Linked DNA regions of Mus musculus: region 2 is linked to region 1. A link is a contact called in public promoter capture Hi-C data. All regions are on one chromosome and are shown on one strand. The core of a region is the stretch at or near the end of the contact, and the rest is flanking DNA. Distances in the headings are between cores, read along the strand shown.

What was found. Promoter capture Hi-C pulls out the DNA fragments that hold promoters and counts their contacts.
Region 2: a promoter capture Hi-C map of liver shows a contact between it and region 1, with 4 times the contacts expected there. The contact joins the promoter of Rtn2 here to the enhancer-like site in region 1. A contact is called at or near these places in 3 of 39 promoter capture datasets (cranial neural crest and liver).

What each region holds. Positions count from the first base shown.
Region 1 is chr7:16,361,319-16,367,069 of GRCm38.p6, forward strand. Sae1 (SUMO1 activating enzyme subunit 1) reads right to left here. Exons shown (of 9, transcript NM_019748.3): 5 at 5,489-5,588. Among named protein-coding and RNA genes, the nearest start is that of Sae1, 24 kb to the right of the region's middle. Within about 2 kb of position 3,258, at least 149 of the 459 cell types and tissues checked have an H3K27ac peak or open chromatin away from gene starts, as enhancers often do. A contact at or near this core is called in liver, where this site is marked.
Region 2 is chr7:19,279,583-19,285,333 of GRCm38.p6, forward strand. Rtn2 (reticulon 2 (Z-band associated protein)) reads left to right here and starts at 3,042. Exons shown (of 10, transcript NM_013648.6): 1 at 3,042-3,283. The coding sequence starts at 3,250. Ppm1n (protein phosphatase, Mg2+/Mn2+ dependent, 1N (putative)) reads right to left here and starts at 467. Exons shown (of 5, transcript NM_177691.3): 1 at 1-467. The coding sequence starts at 442.

The sequences.
Region 1 (5,751 bases), core at 2,008-4,507:
AATAAAGGGGAAATTTTTATCCATCCATCGACCTAATTTTTTTGAGACAGGGTTTGTGTAGCCATGGCTGTCCTGAACATTCTGTAGATCAGGTCGGCCTCAAAACTCAAGAGATTTGTCTTCTGCCTCCTGAGTGCTGGGAGTACAGGCATGTGCCACCAGCATCTGGTGGAAATTTTTTAATTAAAAAAAAAAAAAAAGTGCCCTTCATGCCTGTGTATATTTACAATCCCAGAATGTGGGAGACAGAGGGAGGAGAACGCCAACTTTATAGCCTAGGCTATGAAGCTACTTTCCCGGACCAGCCAGGCTACATATTGAGAACCTATTTGAAAAGAAAAACATGTATTCAACCAAATGACAACCGTAAGCCGAACAATTTTCACTTAACAGCACAGTTGAAACAAAGCCTGAGATAAGCAAGTGAGACTGCTACATGCTATTGGCCACGGAATGGGTATTGGCAAAAATCCTTAGAGCAACAACAGCATCTGCAAAAGGTGAAGATGCCCTATCCTAGTTTACCCTGCAGAAAAGAACACAACTGCCCAAGTCGACTATACACAATCTCACCGCACAAACAGAATGCTGAGCACAGTGCAGTCTCTAACAGGGAAGTTTACACACCTGAATGCCACCAACAGCAGATACGTAAACAGTAATGTAGTCACACAAAGAAGCACTGCAGTACTGTCCAAGAGGAAGGACGATGATGGTGTAGGCTGTATACACGGTGTGCAACTCCCAGGCCAGCAGCTACAGGTGCTTACTCAACACTAGAGTTGTCGTTTTATTCTGTATTTATTATCAAATAGCCGTATGTGTCTAGTAACTACCACAAAGGACAGCAAAGCTCCACAAAGACCCACAAACAGATGGTCCCACCAACATAATGCTTCTCTTACAAAGCAGGTGGCAGCACACATGCAACAGGAAACCAGATCTGAAGTAGTGAAGAGACATGGGGAGCAAGTCTAGATAGTGCTTATGCACACAGACACAACAAGAAACACATGGAAACAAGAGCCAACTGCTGATAACCATTATTTACACTGACAAAGAGTGAGAGGCTCAGCCCCAGCACGTCAAACATGTTTGCCTCTTTAATTTGGTAGTATGCATGATGCTAGCAAAGAGTCTTAGTTTATGCTTAATCGCTGGTATAGAAAGTTGCTTTCTTTTTTTGAAAGCGTGACTAAGAACAAACCATGTATTCATTTTACTTTAGGTATATGAATGTTAGACTACACACACTCCTGCTGGATCCCCTGGAACTGGGGTCCTTTGCAAGAGCAACAAGTGCATTTAAATGCTGAGTCCTCTCTCTCCAGTTCTTAAGTTTAACCCAGGTTAAATCAAAAGCAAGTATGCATGAGTGAGGTCTGCCCTTTCAGGTGCCATGTATCCCAGCAACCCCACAGTCAACCTGTTTAGGAGTGAAATAAAGCAAGAATAAAGAAAAGTGTGGCAGATTAGCAAGCCAAACTGAGAACAAGGATGTGGCATATTTCTCTACATGAAATAAAAAATTATGTGCATACTTCCACGTGTATCAGATACAGTGGTAAAGTATGCTGTGCACTCAGCATTCATTCTAAAGCAGGAAAGACTGAAAACACAGGGCCTCTTTGGGCTACAGACTGTGTCTAAACTCAGCTGGGCTGCCTGTTTTCAGTCATGAAGAGAGGAAAGAAGAGAAAGGAAAAGAAGGAAAGAATGGAGGGCTGGGGACAGACAGACACACATAGGGTTCATTCTCTGTGCTCATGTCATTGAAAGTGAAAAACTTCCCCATAAGGCAAGACATCATTCTCCATCTCAGCCAACCATCTTCCCTGGAAACCCTGACCCCAGTATCCAACCAAACACTCTGTATAGACCAGTGCGTTTCCTGTCTCTAAGTCATCAACCTTCCTAATGCTGCAAGCCTTCCTCAGACTGTGCCAGCCAGCCAGAAAATATTCTCTCTCTCTCTCCCTCTCCCTCTCTGTTTTCAAGACAGGGTTTCTCTGAGGAGCCTTGGCAGACCTGGATCTCAGCTCTGTGGACCAGGCTGTTGTTGAACTCAAGGGATCTGCCTGCCTCTGCTTCCCCAGTGCTGAGATTAAAGGTGTGCACATGACTGTCTGGCCATATAACTACTACTTTGCTACTTCTGAACTATAATTTGGCTACTGTTACTAGTCATAATGTAAATATCTGTGTTTTTCAACAGCCAGCCTGTCAAGTCATTCGACACCTGAAAAAGTTGGCGACAGCAGCTCTAAACCAAGCAATCTATTTTTTGTTTGTTTGGTTTTTTTTTTTGTTGTTGTTTTGTTTTTGGGGTTTTTTTTTTTTTTTAAGACAGGGTTTCTCTGTATAGCCCTGGCTTTCCTGGAACTCACTTTGTAGACCAGGCTGGCCTCAAACTCAGAAATCCACCTGCCTCTGCCTCCCAAGTGCTGGGATTCAAGGCGTGCACCCCCACTGCTCAGCTCTGAGCAAGTTTCTTATCTTTGGAATTCTGTTCTCTCAGATCAAGTAACTGATCTATGAAAACTAATGTGCTGTAAAGCTAAGTCATTTAGTTCATCCCACAGTTAATTCCATGATGTAGGTTTAAAACGACAAAGATCTCCTTCAGGGTGGTCATTTTCTGCTGCAGGAAATGCCATTACACTGAACTTTATTTCCTGACTATGTGCTAAGCGCTGGCCTAAGAATAAGGCAATAAACAAAACTTTCCTAATCTCAACGACTAAAACCTAGTATTTTAAAAGCACATTTATTTATTCATTTATTGTGTGTGTACACATACATTCACAGAGGTCAGGGGCCAACTTCTAAGAGCTGATTCTCCCACCATGTGTGTCCTGAACTTGGATGATGTGGTTGGGTGACAAGTCCCTTTACCCATCCAACCAGCCCAGGAACTAAACTCTAAAGGGTACATGGAGTTGTACCTCAGTGGTAAAAGAACTGCCTGTAATACTTAACAGGCCCCAGACACAGACACACACAAAGTAAACACATGCAACTTAAAAACCAAAGTACCAAAAAGATGCTAACAAACCCAAGTGCCAGCTGCCTCCAGTTGGGCCTCTCCTACTGCCCTATTTATCACAGGCTTACGTGTGTTAAAAAGACCCAACTTCCTAGATGTGTGAAAACCACAAGCTCTGTTTTTCCTCTTTGTTTTCTGATGTTTCTAATTTAGGAGCACACCATGTACCTTGAACCCAAAGTGGTTTTACAACAACTGATTGAACCTAGGACAAGTGGGAGGAGAGGGGGACTCTGACAGACACCTTTCACAGGAAACAGGAAGTAGCTGCTTCCCTCACCCCATCTTGCAATCTGAATAGAACCCAACTACTTATTCTGTACAATTTAGGAAACCTTAAAATCTGGGTGAAGGAATTTAACTAGACAAAACTTCAAAATCACAGGGCCACTTGGCCTGGTGTCAGGAAGATATTGGGTGAGCCTGGTCTTCATTCTGAGTTCCAGGTCAGCCAGGACTGACACACTCAAAAAAATTATAAATAAGTAAAATAAAATCCCAAGGCCCTCTCTCTCCAAATAGAGAAGTTGTTACTACCAGGTGGCAAAGCCACAAGGCCAAACACTGCCACACCCTGTCCTTGCCCTGTGTTCTTGGTGAGACACAAAGCCAAGGTCTGGAATCCAGGGGATTGTCAGAAGGAATGTGCTGCATGCTGTGCGCCCTCAAGAGCTCAGGGTTGGAATCCCAGCTGAATAGTCCCATTGTAACAGCTGACTAACAATGTCAGCTGGGGAATATTTTGATATCTTCAATTTCTGCCCTCTGTAAGGAAGACATTGCACAAAGGGCAAAGTGCCGGCAGAGCGCTCAGGAATGGCACACCAAGACTGCCAAGTACTGGCCTGGGGTCCCCACATTCTCCTCATAGTGACAGAAAAGTGGCTCCCAAATGAAGCTTCCATATCCACCCTAGTGGGCATCATCAGAAGGGATTCCAGGGAAACTTCCAGCTGTGAATGGCTAACAAAGCAAGGGCTTTTTCCATATGAATGCAAAATGTGGGCCTCAATCAGAGAAGGCCCTTAAGCCATAAAACCCTTCACACCAGGGCCAAGTGTCACACTTGTAAGAGGGTGTGATTTATAAACTGACAGAGCCGCCCACAAAGCTCCTTTTGTGTTCCTCCATTTGTTAACAATGTCTCTCCCCACCAAACTCAGGCAACCCAGCAGAGAAAGCCTGACTGGGCCTCAAAAAGAAAGGACTCCAGGTTTGTTCACTCCGGGTAATTACAGTCCTGTGAATAGACACTAAAATTAGAGCTTAATAATTCCTCGGCATCAGGCTCACAGATAAAGCTATCCCAACACAAACACAAAAGTAAGGGACAGAAAATGCAGTTTTGTCTTGCTAGAAAACTTAGTCCCAGTGCTGTGGAACCTGCACAGAACCTCTAACCCTCAATGAAACTTTAAATGAATGTTCCAACCAACGGCTTTCCTTAAATATGGGTTTGGTCCCATTATTTCTCAGTTTTGTGAAACCAATACCAGCCACTTCAAATTGCTTTCCCTAGTACAAGATTTTCTTGTCTAACACCGGCTAAAGAAACCATTGCCTTCTGTTTGCTTTCCTAACTGCTTTCTCTAAAATGAGATTAAACACTGCACTAGACCCAAACACATGTCTAAGTCCCCAGGTTCTACGCCCAATGGTTTTTTGTTTTGTTTTGTTTTGTTTTTTTTTGGGGGGGGGGGGGGAGACCCACACAACACCAGCAATTACTATCCACATATTAAAGACCTTTCTGTTGGTTTGGGGACAAAGTCTCAGGTAGCCCAAGCTAACCTGGAACTGGAGCTTTGAACTTCTGATCCTTAGTCTCCACTTCCTAAATGCTGAGATGATAAGGCCTGAGTCACCACGCTGGGCTTACTGCCACGGGAACACAGATCCTCCTCTACAATAACCAGTGCCAGCCCAGCTCTTTACCTTTCTGAGACAGGAGCTCTTACTGAACCTGGTGCTCACTACACTGACCGCTCGTCTCCCTCCCGGGCACTGTCACACAGGCACAAGCCGTCTGGGGTGACTTGCTCAGCGCGCTTGTACAGGAAACACTTTATTACTGAGCATCTCAAGTCACACTGTGGCTCACAACTGTCTAACTCCACACTCAGGTCTAAGACCCACTTCCAGTCTCATACGTCACTGTCACATGACACATGTGACACTAGAAGTCAAAACTGATGGCTTTTATGCCAAATCAGTTACACAAGCTTGTCATCTGGCTACCACGGTGCTGCAGCACAAGAGTACTTGATCATTTGAGAGGCTGTCAGAACAGTGAAGGATCTGGAATATAAACCCATTTTCTCGGGAGGAGAGAGCTGCCTGGAATCAGCAGTAGCTATACCCACTCTCGAACTTCCTCTTCCAGGCTTCCCTCATTTGCAGTTACGAGGCCCCAGGGTTTCCAACCTCAGCTCTCTCGCTTACCTTTTTGACCATGGTTGTCTCTGATGAATCAAGCTTTGCTCTCTTGGCCTCAGGTCCATCTTCCACTCCTTGGCTTACTTTGGCAACTTTGGTTTTCTCTCTAGAAGAGACAATGGGAGGAAGCCAAGTTTGAAAGTCACATCACTGGAATGTAATGAGCAAAAGGCTGAGTTCAAGTACAGCCTTGTCTACAGAGTGAGTTCCAAGGCTACAGAGAAATCCTGCCTTGATAAACAAAACAAATATACAACCAAAATAGAGCA
Region 2 (5,751 bases), core at 1,792-4,291, 2.9 Mb after region 1:
AGAGAGCGCTCAGCTGCGCGTCTGCTTGGAGGAAGGCGCTACGAAGAGCCTGGCGCACGCCGTCGGGCTCCTGGGGCGCAGGACCTAGTTCCCCCAGCACGTAACCTGGGAGGTGGCGAGCTCCGAAGCGCGCGGCCCGAGCTCCTCCATGGCCATCCAAGACGGCGAAAAAAGCCCATCCTGATGGCAGCCCGGGCAAAGCCAGCCGAGCGCAGTGCGCGTCCTCCATGCGTGCGCGCCAGCCCTGAACGGCGCTCGCCCCGAAGCGCAGGCCGGATGTGGCCGCTGCACCCCTGTGCAGCCTCTGCCAACACCGGGGCGCAGCCAGGAGACTCCCAGACGCACCAGGCACGCTGCACTCCTCCTCCACCTCTTGCTCCACCACCTGCTGAGCTCGAGCGGCCCATCCGAGTCGCTCCAGCAGGCGGACAAAGGCCGCCATCCTCCGGCCAGGAGATCAGGAAGGTTCCCTCATTGTCCCCGCCTTCCCTAATCTCTTTTCTGTGAGACTTTAAACCAAGTAAATCTCTTTCCTATCCCTTGACCTGGCCTGAAGTCGGGTCACTAAGAGATATATATATCTCTTAGTGTAGAAGAAATATATTGTAATGTATATGTAAAATATATGTAAAGAAAAAAATATACATATATAATATTTCTTTTCTTTCCCCACACTTTCTGGGTCAGGGGCTGATTGAGCTTGGCGAATAAAAGCAAGTTATTTGCAATCTATTTTACAGGTATAACACATTATTTAAAAGTTTATTACACTCATTTAATGCGTGTGGAGATCGGAGGGCAATTTGTGAGAGTCAGTTTTCCTATTCTACCTTGTGTGTCCTGGGGCTCGAACTCAGATCAGGTTTGGTAGCAATTGCCTTTACCCACTGAGCTCTATCTTAGGTCACGCACACACTATTTTACATGGATAATAATAGTAATACTGTTGTTGTTGTTTTTGTTGTTATCGGTTTTTGAGACATTGTCTCACTATGTAGCCTTGGTTGGCTAGGAAATCTCTATGTAAACCAGGCTCTCAAACTCAGAGATCTGCCTATCCACCCTAACTGGCTTTTTTTCTTATAGGTTATTTTTAAATTTATTTATTTTATGTGTATGGGTGTTCCGCCTTCATGCATATGTACCATATGTGTGCTTGGAGGTCAGAAAACGGTGTCAGATCTCCTGGGACTCAGCTCAGTGGCAGAGACTTCAACTCTAGAACCCACGTCTTGGACTAAAGGACCTCCTCTGACCGTAGACTGCCTAAACCAAAGCTCTACACCTATGTGGGCTGAGCGCCACCTCCCAAGCCCTTTTGTTTGGTTGTGGTTTGTTTGAGACAGATCCTCATGTAGCCCAGGCTGGACTCAAACACTATTGTATCCAAGGCTGGCCTAGAACTCCTTGATTTTCCTGCTTCTGCCTTTTGGGTGTTTTCTGATCAAAGATGGCCTCCAAGCCAGACATGGTATTACAGGCCTGTAATCCCAGCACTTGGGGTGGGAGAAAGAGGATCAGGAGTTGAAAGCCATTTTAGGCTGCATAAAGCCCTGTCTTAAATACAAAACAAAGCAACAACAACAAAAACCAACTTAACTATAATAACAATAGCTTAAAAATCAAAGCTGTCCTATCTCCTGCTCACGGTCATTTTACCAACCTCACACGCTGCCTTTCCAGACCACATCTGTAGCTCAGATCCCATCTATTACATCATTCTATGCTGTTGCCTCAACCCCACCCATGTCTAAGCTCCTCTCTGAGCCTTAAAAGTTTTGAGTGCTTTGGGTTGGGCAAGGAGGCTCAATGGAGTAAAAGCCCTTTGCCTGGTGACCTGAATTCCATCCCCCAAACCCACATGGTAGAAAGAGGGAATTCTGGGACCTGGTGCTGGCCACAACTGCCCATAAGAGGTGTTGATGATATGGCAGAGGCAGGATAGAATAGGAGTTTTGTCTCACTTGTTTATCGGTATCCCGCTGGGGCCTACGTACCTGTCTTACCACACATGCTCTATAGACGACTATTGAAAGGATGAATGAACGGAAACTTCCCAAAGCTCCTACTCTGAAGAGTAAGCTTGCTGGGTATGAACGTGTGACTGGAGCAGAGTGACCTGCTTATATGCTCCACAGGATACACACACACACACACACACACACACACACACACACACACACACACAAATAATTGTAAAACTAAATGTTAGGGCTGGAGAGATGGCCCTGAGTTCAATTCCCAGAAATCACATGGTGGCTCACAACCATATACAATGAGAGGATCTGGCGCCCTCTTCTGGCATACAGGCATATATACAGGCAGAACACTGTACATAATAAACAAACAAACAAATCTTTAAAGAAAATAAGTTGGGGAGGGGTGGATAGACAGCTCAGTGGTTAAGAGCACTGTCTGCTCTTCCAGAGGTCTAGAGTTCAATTCCCAGCAACCACATGGTGGCTCACAACCATCTGTACTGGGATCTGATGCCCTCTTCTGGTGTGTCTGAAGACAGCTACAGTGTACTCACATACATAAAATAAATAAACAAACCTTTTTTTAAAAAAGAAAAAAACGAGTTTTGTTTATTTGTTTTGAGACAGGGTTTCTGGCTGTCCTGGAACTCGCTCTGTAAACCAGGCTGGCCTTGAACTCACAGAGATCTGTCTGCCTCTGCCTCCCAAGCGCCGGTAAAGGTGTACACCACCATAGCCTGGCAGAAAATAAGTTTTAAGTTTTAGTTCTTTTCCCCACCCCCTTTTTCCACGCCATCTCCAAGTCTAGCCTCAGACTCTACCCCAGAACATCATATCCCACCCTCTCTCAGTGCCATCTCTAAAACTGCCCCAACACCCTTACATCGGAGTATGCATATTCTGGGCACTCTCTCCCGCGCTGCACACCGCTCAAGCCCCGCCCCATTCCTAAAGGCCCCGCTCTCCGAAACCCAGACGCCTCCCATTAAAACGGAGGTCCCTCCCTCCAGGTCCTCAAGCCCCGCCTTCAATTCTAGGCCCCGCCCCAGGCCCCCGCGCTGCAGTGCTTGCTCCTCTGCGGCCCCGCCCTCCCCCGCGGAGTGGAGCAGAGGGCGGCGGCGGTGGCGGCGGTGGCGGCGGCGGCTGCTAAAGCAGCCCGGGAGGATGGCGGCGGCGTCGTCGACGCGGCGGAGATGAGCGCCCGTGGCCCCAGGCCCAGGGCGGCGCGGCCGGAGTGGGCGGGGGTCCCGATGCAGGCCCGAGGGGGGCCATGGGGCAGGTCCTGCCGGTCTTCGCCCACTGCAGTGAGTATGGAGAGGCTCCGGCCTGGTGTGGGGCACAGAAAACCGCGTGGGGTCCTCCTAGGGTCTCCATCTTCCGCGAGCGGGCTCGAGGGAGAGCCGGGAAGCCGGGAAGGAGACAAAGGAATCCTTCCCCTCCCCCCCGCGCTTTGGAGGCAACTGGGGCATCCTGACCCGGAGGACCCGGTGCAATGGGGTGGAGGGGGGGTCATCGAGATCGCGTGTTGGGGGTGCGCGCTGGGCGCTGGATTGGGTCGCCCCGCCCAGTGTGAGAAGGAGCAAGCTCGTGGGGAGCTGTCCCCGGCCCTGGTGCTGGCCTCAGCTGACGGGTTGAGTCAGGATGAAATAGAAGGATCCGACTCCCCTCGGCACACATTTTGCATCTCACCCTCATGATCTGCCCAGAAGGCACTCCCAATATCACCCTGGGTGTCCGACCCCTGTCCTAAGAAAACAGTCATCCCTGGCTTCGTTCCAAGTCTGAGTCTTTAGCGGGCTTTTCCACTCAGTAGTAACCCTGCAGAAGATCACACTCCTCTTCAGGCCTCTGGTTGCCCAGGTGAGGAAATGAGACGGAGGTGCGGGGTAGGGTTTCCATTTTCGAAGGCTGTCGAGGCTCTCTTGTGTGAAGAGCCCCTAAGCTAGCTCCAGGGGCTGGCTTCCTGGTTCCAAGCCCCTTGTGTCATCCTGCTCCACTCTGAGACATCGGCTCTGGCAGTCGGTGTTTACCCGTGCGTCCCACACAGGGTAGTTCTGACAGCTGGGGATGCCGACGCTAGCAGATCTAGCCACTTGCACGTCTTGGGTATCCAGATGCCCAAGTTCTGAGAATGTGCCACTCGGACATTTTTAGTTTCATTCCCCTCCTCCTAGCGCCCAAAGATCTCGTCTTCAGCTGAAATCACCAGGGGGAGACCCTGCAGGCCTGTCCCCAGCCAGCCCCACCTCTCTTGTCCTTATCTATAATCTGCCCCCTTCCTCCATTCACACCTTCACACCCCTCTGTTCCTGTCCCAATCACAGTGCCTACCTCAAAAACTTTGTACTGACCTTCCCCTCTGTCTGGAAGGCAGAACCCGAGGCATCTGAGGTCTGATGCCATCAGAAAAGCTTTGGGGACTATTCTGTGTCAAGAGGAACTCCATCCCCCTTACCTTGTTTGACTTGATGTTTTTTTGTTTTTGGTTTTTTGTTTTTGTTTTTGTTTTTGGTTTTTTCGAGACAGGGTTTCTCTGTATATCCCTGGCTGTCTTGGAGCTCACTTTGTAGACCAGGCTGGCCTCGAACTCAGAAATCCGCCTGCCTCTGCCTCCCGAGTGCTGGGATTAAAGGCGCGCGCCACCACGCCCAGCTTGACTTGATGTTTTATGGACTCTTCCACAAAGTATAACTTTATGAGGTCAGGAGTTTTGTCTAATTTGCTCATAATGTAACCCCTCTGGGACCTAGAACAGTGCCTGCCACATAACCTGTGCTCAGTGAATGAATGGTTGGATGGATGGCTGGCTGGCTGGCTGGCTGGCTGGACTGAAACTTCCCAAGGCACCTACTTGAAAGACGTTGAGATAAAGCTTCCTGTAGTCCAGGTTGGCTGGGATTAGGATTGTGTGTACTGTATATGTAGCAATCTGAAGTTAACCTTGAGATCCTGATCCTCCTATCTCCGCCGATCTCCCACATTGGGTCTACAAGCGTGCACCAACACACCCTGTTTATTTCATGCTCGGGGTCAAACCTGCGGCTTTGTGTATTGTGAGAACCACTTCCTTAGTCCTGGTTCAGAACTTCTAAGTCTCCTCTGCTTCTCTATTCCTCCGACCCTCCTCTTCCTCTTCTGTTTCTTTAATTAATTTTATTTATCTTTAAGAGTAATTTATCTTATGTATGTAAGAACTCTGCATGTATACCTGCATGACAGAAGTGGGCACCAGATCTCATTACAGATGGTTGTGAGCCACCGTGTGGGTGCTGAGAATTGAACTCAGGACCTCTGGAAGAGCAACAAGTGCTCTTAGCTGCTGGGCCATCTCTCCATTTTTATTTTATATGTGTATGATGTTTTGCCTTCATATATGTCTGTGCCCCACATGCATGCAGTACCCACTGAGACCAGAAGAGGGCATCTGATCCCTAACAGTGGTTCCCAACCTTCCTAATGCTGCAATCCTTTAATATAGTTCTTCATGTTGTGGGGACCCGCAACTGTAAATTATCTTCGTTGTAACATTGTAATCGCAACTTTGCAACTGCTATGAATTATAATGTAAATATATAATATTCAGATAGTCTTGGCTACCACCCCTGTGAAAGGGTCCTTAGACCTCCTCCAAAGAGGTCGAAACTCAGTGGTTGAGAACTGCTACCTTAAAACTAGAGCTACAGATGTTTGTGAGCCACCCTGTAGGTGCTAGGAATCAAACCTGGGTTCTCTGCAAGAGCAACAGGTGCTTTTAATGAAAACCTTCTCTCCA